Linked DNA regions of Mus musculus: regions 1 and 3 are each linked to region 2. The links are chromatin contacts, called in public HiChIP or PLAC-seq maps. All regions are on one chromosome and are shown on one strand. Each heading gives the region's core, a stretch centred on a gene start, on an enhancer-like site or on the middle of the called end of the contact. The rest is flanking DNA. Distances are from core to core; before and after follow the strand shown. Region 1 has its middle 76 kb from the start of Gm35280. Region 2 holds the start of Ezh2 (enhancer of zeste 2 polycomb repressive complex 2 subunit). Region 3 overlaps Cntnap2 (contactin associated protein-like 2).

Evidence for each region. HiChIP or PLAC-seq counts read pairs in DNA pulled down with a chosen protein or histone mark.
Region 1: a contact with region 2 is called in an H3K27ac HiChIP or PLAC-seq map of trophoblast stem cells, with 10 read pairs. The contact joins the enhancer-like site here to the promoter of Ezh2 in region 2. A contact is called at or near these places in 3 of 39 promoter capture datasets (cranial neural crest, embryonic stem cells and maxillary cranial neural crest), 1 of 15 datasets of contacts at CTCF or cohesin (the NIH/3T3 cell line), 2 of 484 Hi-C or Micro-C datasets (nephron progenitors and pancreatic cancer cells), 15 of 115 datasets of contacts at active chromatin or transcription factors (acute myeloid leukemia, bone marrow-derived macrophages, craniofacial prominence and 10 more) and 1 of 9 other capture datasets (embryonic stem cells).
Region 3: a contact with region 2 is called in an H3K4me3 HiChIP or PLAC-seq map of craniofacial prominence, with 3 times the contacts expected there. The contact joins the enhancer-like site here to the promoter of Ezh2 in region 2. A contact is called at or near these places in 4 of 39 promoter capture datasets (cranial neural crest, embryonic stem cells, frontonasal cranial neural crest and 1 more) and 9 of 115 datasets of contacts at active chromatin or transcription factors (bone marrow-derived macrophages, craniofacial prominence, embryonic hindbrain and 3 more).

What each region holds. Positions count from the first base shown.
Region 1 is chr6:47,330,695-47,335,311 of GRCm38.p6, reverse strand. No RefSeq gene overlaps it. Among named protein-coding and RNA genes, the nearest start is that of Gm35280, 76 kb to the right of the region's middle. Within about 2 kb of position 2,196, at least 41 of the 459 cell types and tissues checked have an H3K27ac peak or open chromatin away from gene starts, as enhancers often do. A contact at or near this core is called in epiblast stem cells, forebrain, pancreatic cancer cells and 1 more, where this site is marked.
Region 2 is chr6:47,593,458-47,597,727 of GRCm38.p6, reverse strand. Ezh2 (enhancer of zeste 2 polycomb repressive complex 2 subunit) reads left to right here and starts at 2,698. Exons shown (of 20, transcript NM_007971.2): 1 at 2,698-2,834. F830010H11Rik (RIKEN cDNA F830010H11 gene) reads right to left here and starts at 2,519. Exons shown (of 1, transcript NR_168258.1): 1 at 190-2,519.
Region 3 is chr6:47,276,878-47,281,219 of GRCm38.p6, reverse strand. All of the region lies in intron 22 of Cntnap2 (contactin associated protein-like 2), which reads right to left. Among named protein-coding and RNA genes, the nearest start is that of Gm35280, 22 kb to the right of the region's middle. Within about 2 kb of position 1,824, at least 26 of the 459 cell types and tissues checked have an H3K27ac peak or open chromatin away from gene starts, as enhancers often do. A contact at or near this core is called in craniofacial prominence, where this site is marked.

The DNA.
Region 1 (4,617 bases), core at 947-3,446, 260 kb after region 2:
ATTTCTTTGATGCACTGAATCATTTTGTGCCTCCTAAAGTTTTAGCATGCAGGAACGCTTGCCTGGCGGACAAGGCAAAAGCCCATCATAAGGGGCTGAGAGCATGTAAGCACTTTTTCCTTAGGCTGTAGGGTAGGGGAGCTGCTCAGCTGTGACCACACTTTAGTGAAAACACTTGGGAGAGGGGCTGGGGTTGATTTGGTAGGGTAGCCATGGTGTGAGCAAGTCTATTTAAGAGTTTGTCTTGTCTTCCTCAAGGGAGATGATGTGAGCCTGGGTACCAGTGGCAGAGGGGAGATGCAGATCAGAAAAATGTGTAAGAGAGGACCAGTAAGGTTTAGTGATTTTGTTTCCATATTTCTTTGTACTCTAGCTCAGTATTGTTCTAGTTCACACTTCATCCCCTTTCCAAACTGTTTTTCTTCCTCTTTCTCTTTAGTTATCCTATTCCATTGTTTGTGTGTCCCTAAGATGATGTCTCTAACAACCTTTTCTGCCAGAATTGCTCCTGTATGCTCAGCCTGAAGGATCCTAATCTTGTGTTCTACAGCAAAAGACACCAGGAGCAACTGGCGGCACCTGTTGAGAACTTCACACTTGTAGCTTTGGGATTTTGTATTGTGATGGCTTTTCCATCACATCAGAAGGTTTTCACACCTAAGCAGGTAGTGGGGTGACACAGACATGTTAATGTGTTTGACTCAGGCTTGACTAGCTCCTGTCTTCTGCAGTGTTTCTTCTCAAGAAGATGCTTTATCAGGCTGGAGAGATGGCTCAGCGGTTAAGAGCACTGACTGCTCTTCTGAAGGTCCTGAGTTCAAATCCCAGCAACCACATGGTGGCTCACAACCATCTCATAGTGAGATCTGATGCCCTCCTCTGGTGTGTCTGAAGACAGCTAGGGTGTACTTACATGTACTAATAAATAAATCTTAAAAAAAAAAAAGAGAGAGGCTTTATCAACTCCATGTAGGCTTCATGGGCTACAAAATTTCTGGGTACTGCCCTTCCTCCTACCTTATTATCCAAGCATCTCTCCATATGGATGATTTAAAAAGAATGGCATTGAGTCTGGTATTCCTTTTTACTTTTCCCAGGAAAATAAGTGTAAGTCCACAACTGAATCAGGTGTCTGTGTTGCTCAGAGTGCTCACCCAGGCCTTGTGAGTTAGTGTGGGGAGTTAGGAGAGGTTATGGTGCAGAAATAGGGAATGCATCTCTAGGGAAGGAGCTTGCTCTTACGTTGTAAATGAAAAAGAAAAGCCAAGGTTCCTTTTTTTCCTACCTCTAGGAAAATTTAAAATTGCACCAGACCATACACCAAGCAGGTTTTCAAATATGACTATAGAATCAACTCTGGACTTACAGCTTAGGGAACTTTCTCAGACCTACAACCTATTTTTTTTTCACTCTCTTTACGTTTTTGGTTAATATTTTCAATTAGCAGCCAAATCCATTATGATATTTTCATACACATGTATTAACGTACTTTGCTCATATGTCTCCCTCCCCCATCACCCACCCCCCCTTTGCTGTTTCTTATTGGCCACTTTAGTCCCTTCATAGTCTCTCTTCTGCTTTCAGAGTTCACTAGCCAAGAAACCCTGTGCTACACCCACCCCCACATGCCCTATTTGTAAGAGAAAAAGTGACTGGTCTAAAAAGTATAGACTGCTTCATAAGTTTGTGTATCATCTTTGTGTCTCTATTGTTCTGAGTTTAGTATATGTGAAAACAGAAGTGAGGAGTACAAACCCTTCAAGCTGAAATAAAATCACGTTACATGTTTTATATCTTGCTCTTTGGAGAATATAATGCAAACCTTGATTTTTCATATATTTCTATCTGTGGAGGGAAACATCAGGCTAGGGCTGACAAGTCCAGTGCTCCATACACCATGGAAGGTGTTGGAGGATTCTCTTCTCCGTGTTCCATATTCAGAGAGCAAGGAAAGATAGCAGTGCTCTGCCTCGCTGTCCATGAGATGAGAACACAGAGAGAGCTGTGAGGACAATGCAGTGAAGCCTGGCACTGCCTGGCCCCTTCTCCTGGCGAGCAAGTGGACTGCAAGCTGCTATTATTATTTGATGTTGGTGTGAGCTTGAAAGAGCCCAAGCGGCTGCTGAGGGATCAGGCAGACCTTGTCAGGGGAAGCCATGTATAAATAGCTGAAAGCTGTTTGCTGAGCAGTGAGTCATCAGGATCCTCAGGTTCCTTGGACCAGCTAGCCCTGAAGTGAAAGCAAATCCCACTGTGGTGTGTGTGTATGGGGGGTGGGGGTGGGGGTGGGGCTGCTGACACGATGCTTGAGAACAACTATGAAGGACAATGCGACCTGGTTCTGAGGATGCTGTCACTAACCCAGAATGTTCTGGGCTCTGTCTGAAGATACAAAATTCCAGTTCAAATGATCAGTATCATGGATGGAGTTGTCACAGGCCTTCTGGGCTCCTGTACTGGTCCAGCAGGTTCTGTCTGTCCATTCCCAGATTCTAAGAACCTGATCCTCTGAACCAAGACGGTCGAGTTAGTAGCAGGGCTTAAAACTCTTTGGTGCCTGCTCCCTCATAGAATCTTCTAGGAGTTATTTGTAACACTTAATGGACAAAAGATCAGGATCCAAAATATGTGAAGGTAATTCCTACAGATGGATAAGAAAAAGACAAGTCAGTGGAAAAAAATCAGTAGAAAAGGAAGCATAGGAAAAATGTGGAAAAGGACATAAAAGAGCATTTCATAAAAAGATAAGCAGCCAGTAAACTTAGAAAAATACTTAATAGCAAACAAAGAACTAGAAATTGAGAAACCACTAGCGGCTATCAGTTTATATTCATTTAATTGGCAGAAGTAAACACCGCACAGTGTGGCTGAGGCTATGGTGTAGAGAGAATTTTCACACGATGCTGTAAGCAAAAGAAACTGGTCCAAGTTCATCAGAGACCAATTTATCATCCTTTGGCAAAGCTGAACGGTTCTGAAGTTCAGTAATGATGCTAGAAGGAATAGAAGGAAGTGTGTACAACATCGTTATTTACAAATAGTAAAAATTCAGGCATCAGCAGCAGATTAGGCAATATAAATTTCAGCCTTCTCCTAAAACAAAATACATGCAGTGAATCTGGAGAATGCAGTGCCACATGTCAATGTTGATGGATTTTGATGAATAAAGTTAGGAAAGAATGCATTTAGTGTGATCTTAGTCATACAAGATGGAACCACAAGCTAAAACCAACAATATCCTGCTCAAAGATATGGGGTAGTACGGAGCAGAAAATAAGAAATTAAATAACTTGAAAATTAGGATAAAAGCTTCCTATGGTGATTAATTGTCAACTTGACAGAGTCTGGACAGGGAGGATTAACCGAGTGGACCCTTCCCCAGAGTGACAGAACCTTCCAGTATGTTCCAGATATAAGGAGCTCTGAGGAAAAAATAATGCTTCCCATTTGTCTGAATATGCTTCTTGCCTATAACTGTCTGTTGCCATCAGCACCATCAGACTTCAACTTCCTCTGCCTTTCAATGTGGACTGAAGGCTGGAGACTCTCTGGAAATCTTCTCAGCCTTCAGTGCAAACTGGGACTGCAGAGGCATCCAGCTTCATGGACCGAGAAGCTGATGAGTATTTAATCTCTCTAATATGTAGATGACTCTTGTTGGACTACCAAGCCTCTATTGTATAAGCCATTCTAGTAAATTCTCTCTTATCATGTATATGATAATATATATACTTATACATACACACATATATGAAAACATACATGCATTACCAGTTCTATTCCTATAGAGAGCCCTGCTTGATAATGCTGTCTGTGGTGGATGGAAAGTTGAGGGAGACGTAGCGATGGATAAGTAGGAGTCCCTTCACTGATGATGAGCAGTTGGCTAAGCTAGGTAGCGGTCACAGATGTTTGTTTCATTATGATTTAAGCCGTATGTTAGACTATGTGGTATTTAAACTATATGTGTATGTGTGTATGTATATGTATATTTGTATACACACATCTACAACTTTTCAAATGGAGCAGAAAGGAGAAGAAGAAACGATAGGCTGGGTGGTGGTGGCGCATGCCTTTAATGCCAGCAGGTAGGTGGATTTCTGAGTTCGAGGCCAGCCTGGTCTACAAAGTGAGTTCCAGGACAGCCAGGGCTACACAGAGAAACCCTGTCTCGATAAAACAAAAAACAAAAAAAAGAAAGAAAGAAAGAAAGAAAGAAAGAAAGAAAGAAAGAAAGAAAGAAAGAAAGAGAGAAAGAAAGAAACAACAGGCAGTGTCTTGAGTCCCCATCTGAGGACTTCAGCATTGTGAATGGCATCTGTAGGGAGCAACGAGGTGAAGTCTGCTCTGACTGCAGTGTATCCAGGCTCACACTGGGGCTCTCTCTATGTCTCCATCTTGATAATGCATGATTCTCCTAGCTGTGTACTCAGGGATTGCTTCCTGGGGCAGGCAATGCTGGAGTTGTTTTCTGAAGTGTGGAAGACAGCATGCCCAAGAGCACAGAGGCTTGCAGTATGATACATTACAGTTTACTAAATATGTATTGAGGTCTTATTGAAAAAGAATCTGGGGCTGAAGAGATGGCTCAGTGGTTAAGAACACTGGCTGCATTTA
Region 2 (4,270 bases), core at 1,449-3,948:
TTCTAATTCATCTAGGTCCCCTTAGAAGCTAGTATTCATACACATACATGGCTGGTGTTCTGTACATACATTAAAAAAGCAAAACACCATCCTCTCACTGAAGTGATTGCAAAAGTTTGTAGGACATGCCTGTATAGTATTTTCTTTAGAAATCTTCAGATGTTTTTTCTTTCCAGCAAAGCCTAAATATTTTTTTTTCTCATTTTCCTGGCCTTCATAAACACTGTTGCAAAATATCAAATCCTCTCTACATAATCAACTTATTTGCAAAGTCAGGTTATTCCATTTTTTTCTGCCCATCACTATACCCTAACTATCTTTTGTAGTTGGTTAATGTCATCACAGAATTAAGGCAATGCTGATTCACTGGTACTCATTCAGCTTTACTATTCCAACCTAGACTTTATATTTAAAAAAGTACATACTTAATGTAGAAGCACTTAGTTCTGCTCACTCTTTTAAATAAGAATTCTCAGCTCCAATTATGTTTTCTATGTAGATTGTACATGTCTATTTGGAGTACTTTTGTTGCCCCATCCATTCTAGGTCTTGTGCTTTTTCTGAAGCTGGCTAAAATGTTCTTTTCTTAAACCAGTTTTGTTTAAATATTTAACATTTCTTGCTTCTAAACACCTAACAATTTTCATTACAACTCTTGGATTTCTTTAGAAGCTCCATATATATACTAATGTAAATTCCTTGATTTTTCTATAAAAATGTTATCAATACTTAATATTAAAGGACATTTAAAATAGTAACACAAAGTTCAAGATAAGCAGTTACCTCAAGTCTAAATTGTTTACTGAAAAAAAAGAAAAAAAAAAAAGCACGTATAAGTTGTTGATGTAGTTGGATAGCTTTTTTACCAGGACAAGTTAGTATATTGTTGACTGCTAGTTTGTCACATTATAGAGCACTCTTGAGTAACTCATATTTTTCTTTTATATATATTTTTATTTGAACATGAGTGTATTTTTCTCTGGCTATTCTTGGTTGTCAAGTTGACTACATAGGGTATTAACTAAAACCCAAGAATTAACTAAAAACTAAGGGTACACCCACGATGGCTTTTTTCTTAACTAAATCATTTGACTTTTAATCCAGATCTTTTAAGGTGGGAAGCTGCACCTGCTTGTCCTCACTCTACTTGGCAAGCCCATTCCTTTATTGGCATTTGTGCCAATGTATAATGTATACCGAATTTCAGGTGTATAATGAAGTTCAGCTGAAGGCATCCCAGCTTATGAACTGAACTAGTGGATTCTTGAATTTTCCGCTTACATACACACACACTAGTTTATTAGAGTGGCTTACAGGCTGTAGGTCCAGCTAGTCCAACAATTACTGTTTACCAACGGAAAACCCAAGAATCCGCTAGTTCTTGAGTCTACAAGCCTGGGTGTCTTTGGCTGAAGGAAGCCAGAAGATGTGTGCTCTAATGCCAGTGAAGGATTATGTATATATTCCTTCTTTCTATATATTCTGAAAATCTATATACATATTCATTCTCAGTTCTCTATCCATTCTATCAGTGAAGGAATGAATACATTCATTTATTCATTCATTCATTCAACCTGTTCCTCTAGAGAACCACGACCAATACAGATACATAACTTCCAGAGTGTTACAAATTCTCAGTCTGAACTCTTCACTATTGAACCTGTTTTCACAGGTCTGTGGGATTTTGCCATTCAGATGCATCTTATTAAAAGTAAATTTGAAATACCATTATTCACCTCATTGCCAGATAACTGAACAGGGAGTGGGGGTTGGGCTGCGTACTGTATAAGCAGCTCATTTCTATTCCTCGGGGAGAAAGGTTGACTCCCAAGATGCCATTGACAAATGTTGCAAACTCCTTACACTTTGCTGAGAAAACATGGGGTGAGCTATTTGCTCTCAAAAGTTGTTAATAAACAACTTGAAACCTTGATAAGTGCTAAGAACCATAAACGCAGCTTGGAAGGCCTTTCAGAGAAATCTGGTCGCCTTTTCTTCCGTCGTCAGGGGATTAGGCACCAGTTTTGCTAGCCAAAGCCTCCAAGGTGCCGAAAGGAACCGCACTAACTTTATCTGCCTACTGGTGCTCTCCGTGAGGAGCGAGGGCCGCCCCGCATTGAATCCCCTGTGGGGCCGGTCACACGCCTTCCTTTCAGTGGCGCCAACAAAAGTGTTGGACCCCGGGCCCAGTATGGCACGCCGGAGAAGAGGGCGGTTAAGACCGTTACCAACCCGAGTTTTGAACTATTTCAAACTTGGCTCAGGCGCCCGCCCGTCTCCTCCCCTCCCCCTCCCGAGAACCACTCAGCGCCCATTCCCGCCAAGAGCTGGCCCGCCCCCCGGCCGGTTCCCGCCATCCCGACCTCCCCGCCTCCTGCCCATAGCGGGCTTCGGGTCCCGCCAAGTGCCCGGCCTCCGCCTGCCTGTCCATGGCTTTCCTGAGAGGTACCGCACGTTGGCAAAAGAACAAAGACAGCGACTGTGGTGCTTCCACCCAGCAAGCCGCGTTCCTCAGAGCGAGCCCTGTCACTCGCGCACGCGCTGGTGAGCCTCGCGCTCCCAGGGCTGGAGCTCGCTCCGAAGGCTCCCAGCCCGTTCGGCCCTCTGATTGGACGGGCGCCCTCTCGCATCCTCCAATCGGAGAGGCGCTTGATAGTGCTGGGGGGGCCAAATAAAAGCGATGGCGATTGGGTTGCTGCGTTTGGCGCTCGGTCCGGTCGCGTCCGACACCCAGTGGGACATCGAAGGCAGTGGAGTCCCGGCGGCGGCGGTGGCGGTGGCGGCGGGTTGGGGGCGACGCGCGGGAGAGGCGCGGGCTGGCGCGCGGGACGAAGGTAGTCCGCGCCGTCGGCCGCCGGTGGTCGGCAGTCAGGGATCTGGAACGCGCCCCGGGGCGGCGGCGGCGGCGGCGGCGATCGCGGGACCTCCGCGCGGGTGCCTGGCCAGTCTTCGGCATCGCCCAAGCGGGTCTCACTCGAGCGCCGCTTTTGTAGGCGCGGAGGGAGGGCTAGGGGACAGCTTTCTGAGCGGTCGTGAGGTGTGTGGCGGTCCCCGCGGTCCCACGAGTGAACTGTGGATTCCGGCAGACGCGGGCGGGCGGGGGCCGGGAGTGGGGGCTTCTGTCCCGGAGCCTGGTCCCGCCTGGCCGGGGCTGGGGGCGTTCCTGTGGCCGATCGGGGCCGGCAGCGCTGAGCCTCAAGTCTTCTTTGTGTGGCTGGGAGGCGGGAGCGCCCGGGTAGGACGGGACTTACACACAAGTTGGTGGGACCGAGTCGAGAGTCTGCACTCAGACAAAGGACAGACTGTGTCTCGGAAGGGGAGGGGAGGACGCGACACTCGGGGCTCCCGCCGCGCGGGTGGGGGCGTGGGGAGGCGCGACGCGAGCGCGAGTGGGCAGGGCTCGTCCTTGCCTGGCCCTGCTGGGGGCGACCGGCTAACGCCGGGCCTTGCTAAGGCGGGACTGCGTGCACAATGTGGGAACTCCCTTAGCCCTGCGGCTGACATTTCCCCGAGAGCCGGGAGTCTCCCACTGCCTCGGGCTGCTAGTGTCCTCGACTGGCTTTGTGCTAAGTTCGATGGAAGAGTCCAGCTGTGTTTCCTTCTCTCACTTCATTATACAGCCCCCCTTGCACGCACCAGATCGTATGCTTCAGGGCTACTTTTTGAAAATGGGAGAAATTGAGAAAGCACGGGCTTTCGGAAAACTTGGTGAATGTCTTGTGAGTTCTACTTTCTAAAGGACCAAAACCTGAAAGAAAAACAAAATCTGTTTTGGCCAACTTGTGTGCTTTTGAGAATGGTGACAGGTGCTAACGAAATCAACTGTCATTTACTCAGTGATTATTCCCCAAATCTCCAGGGGTAGGTTGTTAAAGACTAGATGATCGAAATAAAATACCCACGAGAAATGTGGGTTTACGCTGTAGAATTGACAGTTTCTTTTTAGTGGGTCACGTTTCCCGTGAACAATAGCTTTGGTGAGTCAGAAAAGGCATTTGTTGCCTAAGAAATTCGAGTGTATTCTTGTCACAATTCAAAGAAACTTACTTTGCTTATTAACAGGATCTGTAGAATCTAAATTCATCTGAAGTAAAAATTTGTCTTTGATATTTAAAATACCGTACAACAACGCTACAACGCCTTTTCAGTTTCAGGAAAGTCGTTATCAGTTTAATTCTATGGGTTTTTAATGGCACATAAAACATTTGAAAAATACTAATGCTGTCACAGTTGAATGTAGTTTATATTTTTGGCGATTTAAAAATGTATT
Region 3 (4,342 bases), core at 575-3,074, 320 kb after region 2:
GTGGTTCATTAGTGAAAAGCCCTTGCCCCTTGCAACCTGAATTTGAGCCCCAGAATATAAATGGCAAAAGGAGAGAACTCAGATGTCTCAAGTTGTTTTCTGACCTCTACAAATTTCACACACACACACACACACACACACACACACACACACACACACACTAGTACTTTAAATCTAATATTGTTCACTCAAGTTACCTTTGGTCTCTGTTAGCATAAAGCAAAATCACAGAAGTAATTTCTAAGTTGCAGCTAACATTACTTTTGTTTGTATCTTTTCCAGTTTTCTAAGCTCAATTTCCCAAGAAAAAGATTGAGAAACATTTTAAGGTTTTTTTCAAGGAGCACTTTCAAAACAAGTTATCTCATTCTCTATGTTTCACATAACTGCACCCATATTCACATGCATTTTTGTGTTGCTTATACTGTAACATGATATAAATTTAAATTTAAATTGTTTTCGAAAATGTTAGTGAGTGTGTACGTACATGTGTGTACATTTGCATGTGTGTGTAAGTCAGAGGATAGCTTTGTAGAGTCAGTTTTCTCCTTCCACCTTTAGATGGGTTTCGTGACTTGAATTCAGGTCACTAGGTAACATGACAAGCATCTTTACCTACAGTGTCATCTCACAGGGGCCCAGATTTCAATTCTTTTAAGAGCCTTTTTATGGTTATCTTTAGACAAAAAACAAACATCAGAATCCAGAATCTTCACAGTCTTTGTATATTTCTGAATAGTCATATAATGTATGCAGACTCACTCAAATATTTCAAGACAGGGAAGAATTATTGGTGCTTCATTATTGGATATAGGGCTATATAATGGATATATATATATATATATATATATATATATATATATATTGATTGTATGGATATATAACAGAATCATTATTGGTGACTGCAGAGAAGAAAGCCTGTAGTGATGGACTCAAAACTTCATCTGGATATTTTTTTTTCCTGCTTTACTGGCCATAGGCAAGGACAGAAGCCCCCAATCTGTCAGTAGAGGTAGAATGAGCATTTCTAAGTGGTGGCTGCTATTCCCCAGGGAGAACCTCATACATGTGAATTCCTATAACAGTCTTTTTTTTTTTTTTAATGATGGGTTATTGAAAGAAGCTATACCTTGTCTTGTGGAGGGCTCTGTACTTCCCTGAGTGGGGCTACAGCTTCATGACTTGACTATGAGTGTCAGCAATACCTGGAAAATCAGTATGTAGGGTTGGGATGCAACTTTATAAAATTTATTAAAAAAATATAAATTTATAGTGTACCTACCCACTCATATATGAGGGCCTGAGTTTAGTTTTCTTCATCACACTAACAAAGCATGTTGTTAATACACCTGTAATCCCAGAATGTGGAGGGTGGAGGCCGAAGGATCTGAAGTTCAAGGTTATCCTTGGCTACATGGCATGTCTGAGGCCAGCCTGGGCTACCTGACCCTATTTCTAGTGAAAAAAGAATGCAGCACAGTCATGTGTGGTGGTGGGTATAGCTGTGGTTTCAGCTACTTAGGATGCTGAGGCAGGAGACTCATTTAAGACTAGAAGTTTAACACAACCGGGACAACACACTAACATCCTGTCTCAAAAGCAAACCAAGACAAAACAAAAATAAACACAACAAAAGCTACAATATAGAAGATATGATGAGAACAAAGATTACTGGAGACAGGAAAGCCCTGAGCACAATCTCCATTTTCACTAGCCCCTGATAGCATTTCTGTGGTACAGGAACAAGGCAAAATGTATGTTGCGCCTTGCTGGAGTCCCTGTTTCTGCCACCAACAGAGAAGTTGCCATGGTTACAGGTACCTCAGGGTTGCCCTCCACTTAGCCAGCCCCCTGTGACAGAGCTAATGGCTGAAATGCCTGTCAGGCACAGACTTGGGGAAAATGGGAAAGGCTCTAAGTGCTTTGCCCTGTGGGGTAGGAGCTGGAGAATGGGTGATCTGAGAGAATGGGATAGAATCCTAGCCAGAATGTTTTTTTTTTTTTTTTAAATCTATTGTAAGGAAAGAAAAGAAAGAAAAAATGAGAGAAAATTTGTTTTGTATGCTGTTCAGTGCATCCAGAAGAGCCCAGAACTTGCTTCTGTTTCATGAAGTATCAGATCTTGTTACAGGCTGCAGAGTTGAGAAATAGCTTGCCTATAAAGGGTAGTTTAGAATGTAATAAAGGACACATGTCAATCACTGGCGCTGGAGCAATGAGCCAGTCACTGAGGAAAAAGAAAGTTGGTTTCTTATCAGTCTCCTCCCACAAAAGGAAGTTTATAGTGGAGCAAATATGCAGATATGATCATCAAAACAAAATCATTATGAGAAATACAGATTCATAATTCTAATTCATAAAGCATGTTCCAAATGGAGGAGGCTGTAAATACCCCACGCACAGCATAAAGCATTAACACTTTATCATGTAAAAATTAGAGACATCTAATAGGAGAAAGCCCCATACATCAAAAATTAGAAATTGAACTTGGAAAGCATATATATATATATATACACACACACACCCTTTTATGTCCACCCTTGTTCATTGTAACAACTCCACACTCCCTTATTTTCCAGAATAGTCTCTCTGGAACTGGGAAGCATGGTTTCTGGTCACTACATCAGCCCATTCACCACTAAAATGTATTTCTGAAGGCGTCCTGCCTCTGTGGCTGTGATTTTTCTTCTCTTTGTGTGTTTGTATTTGTGCACAGTGTACTTGAATGTGTGCTTGTGTATCCAAACGTGTGTGGGTATATGTGTGTTCAGGTGAGACTACATATGTGTGCACACACATGTAGAGGTTGAGAGTTCACCTTGGGTATATTCTTCGGTCACTCTCCACTTTATTTATTGAGGACTCTCTTACAGAAGGTGGAACTTGCTGCTTCCAGCAGTCTAATTAGCCGGCTTGCCCCAGGGTGCCCTGTCTCTACCTTCTCAGTGCTAGGATTACATGTGGCCTCCAAGTCTACGAGGGTGCAAGGATCTGAACTCCAGCCTTCACGCTGAGCCATCTCCCCAGCCCTAATGCTATGGTTTTTAACAACTTAGTCTCTTGTCCCTACGCCAAATTTCTTTTCTACCATCTAAAGATAAAATATTTTCTATCTTCATATGCAAATGAGTTATGGATATAATGAACATTTTAAAACTTCACACATCTATTCAGCTTCCTTCCTAAATACAAGCTGGTGTTTTTCTTTCTTTACCACCTGCAAGCACTTAAAAGGCATCGTTCCTGCTCCGATAATTACACCTTCGTCTCTTTTCTCGTGGTTGTGCTAAGATCTCATGATTAATGCACTTAGTTCATACACTTAGTCCTTGTGTTATTTTATTTTTGCCGTTCTTCCTTCCTCTTTAGCAACCAGCACAGTGCCCACTCATATTCGAGTGTGAAGAAAAAATGCATGCCCATTAGCTAATGTGCATTTATTTTCCTGCAAATGTTCCAAATCCTGCTTTTCCTGCATGTGCAGTAGTACAGATTTCTACAGCAAATGATAGCATTCATTACACTTTTGTTCCTATGATATTTTCATAGCAGATAACTTGGTCCTCGATTTTCCAACTGAGGATATACTTACATTTCACTTGGTGTAATTACTATAAATTTCCTTATGGCATAATCCAACTGACAGTGTGCTTTTTCCCCACAAACTCAATCAAACTAGTGCCTCATAACATCCTTTTCAGTTTTGCTATGTTTTATTGGATAATGAAATTTTGCTATCATCTTAATTTACATTTTCATTACTTGTGGGTGAAGTTAAGTTTCTTGGTGCATATATATGCGTCATTTGTATTTATTTTTCTATAAACTGCCTGCTTACTATATTCTTTGTTCAAAGAATTATTATAGTTTTATTGGATTGTTGGTCACTTATGAATTGGCTTGTAAGTATTATTTATACATTAAGTAATATTAGTTTCTTTCATAGTGTGGTAAGCAAAAGCCCTTCCAGAAACACCAGAAGGGAAGAAGTAGATATTTTGTTTGCTGTTCTCAGAGGATGCAGTCCATGGTAGAGAGGGCAAGCAAGGCAGAGTGCTTGAGGAAGTGGGATGTACAGAGAGGAGAAAGCTGGCAGTTTCAGGCTATCTCCTGTCCCTCTTACTCCACCCAAGGCCCCAACCCAGATAATGAGTACACCCGTGTTCTGGGTAAGTATTCAGTTATTCTATGCTGGTTTATAACCTCCTGGACACACTGGAGGTGTGTCTCAATCTCCTAGGTGACTCTAAATCACTCAAGTTGAAAGAAAAACTACCACAAGATAATTCTTATTGAAATATATATATATATCCAAGGGTGGACTTTTATGTGGGGGCTGAGC